Linked DNA regions of Rattus norvegicus: region 1 is linked to region 2. Evidence: chromatin contacts called from public Hi-C data. All regions are on one chromosome and are shown on one strand. The core of a region is the stretch at or near the end of the contact, and the rest is flanking DNA. Distances in the headings are between cores, read along the strand shown. Region 1 overlaps Gria3 (glutamate ionotropic receptor AMPA type subunit 3). Region 2 holds the start of Gria3 (glutamate ionotropic receptor AMPA type subunit 3).

The links. A called contact is a pair of places that touch in the nucleus more often than the background predicts.
Region 1: a contact with region 2 is called in a Hi-C map of Schwann cells, with 5 times the contacts expected there. The contact joins the enhancer-like site here to the promoter of Gria3 in region 2. A contact is called at or near these places in 1 of 12 Hi-C or Micro-C datasets (Schwann cells) and 1 of 1 datasets of contacts at active chromatin or transcription factors (oligodendrocytes).

The regions. Positions count from the first base shown.
Region 1 is chrX:125,316,361-125,319,366 of GRCr8, reverse strand. All of the region lies in intron 11 of Gria3 (glutamate ionotropic receptor AMPA type subunit 3), which reads right to left. Among named protein-coding and RNA genes, the nearest start is that of Gria3, 210 kb to the right of the region's middle. Within about 2 kb of position 1,531, at least 4 of the 93 cell types and tissues checked have an H3K27ac peak or open chromatin away from gene starts, as enhancers often do. A contact at or near this core is called in Schwann cells, where this site is marked.
Region 2 is chrX:125,102,930-125,105,901 of GRCr8, reverse strand. It overlaps Gria3 (glutamate ionotropic receptor AMPA type subunit 3), which reads right to left and starts at 1,297. Exons shown (of 16, transcript NM_032990.2): 1 at 1,151-1,297. The coding sequence starts at 1,241.

The DNA.
Region 1 (3,006 bases), core at 282-2,781, 210 kb before region 2:
AGGTCTCACCAGCCGCATGCTCCTGTCATAATGTATTGCCTCAGCAGATGCTCAAAGCAAGGGGCCAAGTACTTATGGGCTAAAAATCCTGAGATCATGAGCCAAAGTAAACCTTTCCTCCTTGAAGTTGGTATTTTGTCTCAGTGATTCAAAAATAGCACAGATTTAGAATCAAACTTTTTTAATCAAATAAAAAAATCTTTCTTTTATCATTTCTCATTTATAATTTCACATCGTACATTTGCATTCTATGACCTTTTCTGGGTACACATACAGAAGATTAAACACTGTGGTCTATCCAAGATCAATTAAATCAAAGCTCCGGGTGGGGGTGGGAAGAATACCTAGATATCTGGACTTTTAAATACTACACAGGTGATTATCTGTGTAGTCAATTTAGGGAACATGTGACCTAAAGTCATGTCATGCAAAATACAGGATCCAAATACTTTTTATATTTAAAGGGAAATGGGAGTATAGTGACAAATTCATGCCGTTAACTTGAGGTCCAAATGTAGACTTGGCTGTTTTGTATAGTTGGTCACCATGAGGCATAGTGCCAAATGGAAAGGTTTCTTTTCATTGTCATGTAAATGGTTAGTGAGGATCAAGAGGTCAAAATACTTTCTGTTCACACAAGAATCTTAGCCACCCAGGATAGACCTAATTGTAGTAGGGAACTCCCTTCATTATACAGTTTTTGGGAGGTACTAAAACACTGTTGTTCCTCTTCTTTCCTTCTCAAATCCTAAGACAAAGAAGCCAATTCTATCCTACCGAATATTTCCTTTCCTTTTCTTTTTTGAGACAGGGATTTTCTGTGTAATAGCCCTGGCTATCCTGGAACTCTCTCTATAGATCAAGCTAGCCTCAGACTCAGAGATGTGCCTGCCTTTGACTTCTGAATGCTGGGATTTAAAGGCATGCACCACCACTGGGTTTCTGCCATTGATTTCTTACTATTGAAATTTCATTCTATGTGGTCTTTAGAAACTAACAGTATTCAATTAGTAGGAAAGTGGTGGGAATGTTTTAATAACAAGCATTATTTTTTCTTCAACTTTTTAATCCAATTATTAGGGAATGTAGTCACAGATAGACACATTGTAAAATGAAAAAAAAAAGTCAATATTATTGTTCATTGGCATTGGGAGGGGTCTTGCTAAAATGTAGATTCAGAATTTCTGCTTTCCCAAGAGTATGTGATTCATAGGCATCATTCGTGATTCTATTGAAAGTGATGAGTGCATCAAACTGAGAAATGAACAAGCATTGCTCTCACCAGCGACTCTCAAGCTTGCCCATCAACAACACAGCACAATACAACAACAAAACCAAACCCACAAAAGACAGCAAAACAAGACATAATCCTTGCCTAGAGTCTCCCCTGGACAAGTCAGATCAGAATTATGGGAGTTGGACCTACGCCACAGTATTTTCTAAAAGTTTTAGCATAGAATTAGAGTTGTAAGTTATGTTCCTCCATTACAAGTGCTACTCATGGAGAGGGAATGTGGAAAGTCAGAGGGCAACGAATGCTCAGAAATGACTTGTGACTAAGATTAGGATTCACTTCCTTTGCAGGATTGCTGGGAGCAAGTGTGGTCTACAGAAATTAAAATCTGCTCCTTTGGTTTTATAAAATATTGCCACATCATCCTTTGTATAGTTCTGCTGTGGAGAGAAGCTCCTTCCTGGTTAGGCTATGTTTTTCTGTACCCATAAAATCTCACAGAAAGAGCTCCCACTCTGCTAGAAAGTAAAGAAGAAGCGTAGGAGCCTGGCACACCTCCAGGCTCTGTGGGAAGAGGGCAGTTCTGGGCTGAGAACTGACAAATCAAGGTCTTCTCTGCATGTTCTATGATTTTACCACTCTGAAGGAAATTCAAATTTCTGTGTCCCAAGATGACCCCCCTTTTCTTAGCATGTGGAAAATTCAGCTGTTTATGGGAATGTAACCTGAGAATTCTGTCAAGTGTTTTTGATAAATAAAAGTACTATTTCTTGATTACTTATTTTTAAAAAATACACTTGATTATCTTTAAGCCTGCAGTTTTTGTTTTTCTTTGGATACCTAAAACTTAGTCAAATATATTCATTTTCACTTTTTAGAAGTGAAAATCTGCATCCTTACGATTGTATCTTGAAAAAAAATTTTTTTAATCAGAAGGAATAAACACATGAGTATGAGTCAGAAAAGAGTGTGTCACCCTTCCCAATGCTAAAAGTATACAACGTACTTGGATTAAAAATTTAGACATTTCATAATATTTTATGCTTGACATATTCAAATTTTTGAACATGTCATAGACTTATCTGACTCTGAAAGTAACTATTGCACAGAATATTAACGCTTCAAAATGGCATCCATAGCAGTAGGGTAATAAAATTGATAAAACAGAAACTGTCACTAATTGAACACTTCCTTTGTGGTAAGCTGTTCTAATTGCTTGACGGGTATCAACTTTTTACATCTCCCATCTCTGTTGCCTAGGACTGTATTATAGATAAGCACGCCAAGGAGTTTTATAAAGAAATAGGCACAGAGAGGAGAAGCAGAAAATAAATTGTCTGTGGTTTCATACTGACAAAGAGATTCCCATGACCCACATGTGGAAGGATTGAATTGACTCCCCAAAGAGTTATGCTATGCTATGCTCTGACATCCGCTTACATGCTATTGGGCACTCTCTCTCTCTCTCTCTCTCTCTCTCTCTCTCTCTCTCTCATTCACCAATGAAACTAAAAAATGAATGAAGTAAATAGATAAAAACATCTAAGAAGAAAAATACCCAAAACTTTTGTAGCATGAAAATAACTAGGTTTTGGATAAGGAAATCCAAAATGGTGTGAAGATTATAGATTTTAAACCAGCACTGAGAAATATGGTTGTGGTAACACTGAACACGTTTGTGTGTTGTTATTTGTTGTTTACTTGCACTGTACCTTTAAAAGTCATCCTGATGTGGAATGATGGGTTTTGCTGAGGCCAGAGTGAAGCTTGAG
Region 2 (2,972 bases), core at 48-2,547:
TAGAAGCAAAGGCAATGGAGATTCGGCTTGTGTCCCCCCTACTTCAGGGTGAGTTAGAAAGTAGCAAGCACCAGCTAACAGGCTACCTCAGTGTTACTGGGAAGCTTAACTGAGGATTGATTTTTTTTTCAACCTGTGTGTCTTTCAAGACTTGGAAACTCTGATTTCCACTGTGAAAAACCTGGGGTTTGTACTGGGAGGGAACTAAAAAGAAGGGGAAAAGAGAGGAGGCTGCTGTAGGGGAAGGGTGAAAGAACTAAAAGTGGGACTTGGTTCTTTAGCTTGAGTCTGGCCCCGAACCCTGACTTCAGCCCCACCCCCACCCTTATCCCCACAGCTGGTTCATTTCCCACCCCCCTGGGGTACAAGGATAGGGTGGGAAGAAAAACAATTTTGTTCCCATTGCTGTCCCAACCTTCCCCCATGACAATATAGGGGGTTAGTTCAAGAAAAGCAACAATTCTAACTTCTCTACTTGCAAATACAGGCAGAGGCGGGGAGAACTCCCTTCCGGCTACTGGAGCTGGTCTCCAGACAGACACAGCCGCAATTCATGAATCCTTGGTCTGCGTGACTTCCCTGCTTGCCCGACTCCTTGTATCACCCCCACTTCCCACCCCAGCCTCCATCCACACAGCTACTTCCTTGGTCTGGGGGATTCAAAGTGGGTTCCATTTCCTCTAACAGTACCCTGTTACACTGAATCCTGAGACTCGGGACAGGGCGACCTGGGCCCAGGTTATGCGTCCTGGCGCGGCCAGACAGGCAGTATCACCCTGGGACAACTTCCAGTGGCTGCAAGCATGCCCTGGCAAAGTCCAGAATAGCGAGCTGAAAAGCCGCGACTCTTAGCCTCTTGCAGCATCCCAACCTCCAGATTGACTCCCTTGCTCCTTGGTCAGCTCAGAAAACCTGGCCACCCACCCGCATTAGCCCCTGGAGACCCCTTCTCCATCTCGGATGCTCCCTATACTCCTCAGTTCCTTTCAGCTCAGGTCTCCAAGATCTCGGCTCAGTCCCCCATCCCTAGTCACCGTTCCCAAGCCATGCAGGACAGGGACTCGCGCTGAGATAGCCCCAACCCCACTAGGGTAGTGGGTTTCGGATGCAGAAGAGCCTGGCCCCCTCTGGCTGGCTCTGGGGAGCTTACCTATGCTGATGGTGTTGGGGAATCCTCCGTGAGAATGACCCAAAAGCCCCAGGACTAAAAAGAAGACCGCCCGGAGCACGCTTTGCCCCATTTTCTTCTGCCTGGCTGTGCTACGCCTAAAACGAAGCTGACAAGAGCATGGGCGCAACTCGGGAGTCGTCAAAATAATAATAGAAAAAGAAAAAGAATTCGCCGGCTCTTACACCCCCTCCCCTCAACTTGCTCTCGCTCGCTCACTCTTCCTTTCCACCCCACACTAATCCTCCTCCTCCGCCGCCTCCTCCTCTTCTCTCTTCTCTCTCTCTCTCTCTCTCTCTCTCTCTCTCTCTCTCTCTCTCTCTCTCTCTCTCTCTCTCTCTCTCTCTCTCTCTCTCTCTCTCTCTCTCTCTCTCTCTCTCTCCTCTCTTCCTCTCTCCTCTCTTCCTCTCCCCCCTCCCAGGATCTCTCACACCCCCTCCACGCTCCCCCCCACCTCACTTCTGTCTTCACACCAATCTGGAAGGCGGGTTCATTGGCTGCAAGCTGGGTTCCCCAAAGCGATTTCTGAGAGAAGAGAGAGAGAGAGAGAGAGAGAGAGAGAGAGAGAGAGAGAAAGAGAGAGAGAGAGAGAGAGAGAGACTGAGAGACAGAGACACAGAGAAAGACAGACAGAGACAGAGAGACAGACAGAGACAGAGAGACAGAGACAGATAGAGACAAAGACACAGAGGCAGAGGGAGAGAAGGAGAGGAGACAGAGACAGAGAGACAGGCACAGAGATAGAGACAGGGAGACAGACAGAAACAGAGAAAATTAAAACCGGAGTGAAACCAAAATCGTGAAAAAAAGAAAAAAACAGTGAAGAGATGAAGAAATAAGAAATTATAAAGAAAACCAAAGGGCTCCCCCGCCCTCGAAGATGGTGGATCTAAAGAGGGGGGAAGAAGAAAAGAGCTAAAAAGCCTCAAAGGCTCAGCTCCGGTGAATTGGGTTCTTCCAATTGGGCCGGTAGGGGGATATTGATCAAAGTTGATCTGACGTGGAATTAAAGCCGCACACCGCTTAGCTCCACTGCAAACTGCAGCTCTGGACTGCAAAGCCTAGGTGCCAGCGTATGTCAACACTGGAGATGGGATCAACAGAAATACACCAAACCTCACGTGGACCAGACTTTCAAGCTGCAACCAGTTTCCTGTTTTTAAAAAGCTGCAGTGTCTCTACATTTGTATGTGTGTCTTAAAGATGAGGGGTCTTGAGGGGTGGTTAGTGGTTACTCTTGAGTCTTTGTGAAGAGACTCAGAAAAGCAGTTCCCATCACAATGCGCCCTAAGATGCTGCGCATGCCTGGTCTCTGCCGCTCAGCTCAGCTTTTACAGCAGAGAGAGATCGGAGGGCAAGTGAACAACCCCCACCCGCATTCCCCGGTCCCCGCAGCATTGGGAGGTGTGTCCCTCACCCTGCCCAAGTGCTGAGGCTGGTTTGCCAGCTGCGGGGGCTGTGACTGCTGACTGCTTTGGACGGTATAGGAAAATAGTATGTGTATGGAGGTGGGAGCTAAAAGGTTAATGAAAAGGACGCTCAGTCCTGCAGACCAAGGAGAGAAGTGTGGGAGTGAGCTGGGATGGGGGTGGGGATTGAAAGTTAAGGTTGGAGGAAACTGCCCCTAGCTGTTTTGCTCCTTTTATGTTGACTTTAGGTATATCAACTATTCCCTCCCCCATTGAGTGCAGACTTCAGAGATTACCATTCTCCCCCAACTCTCTTGCCTTTCTCCCAGCTAAGAGGAGAAAAGAATCTAGGAACTCCTAACAGTTCACCCTGGGTCTTGGTGAGGAGTAGCATT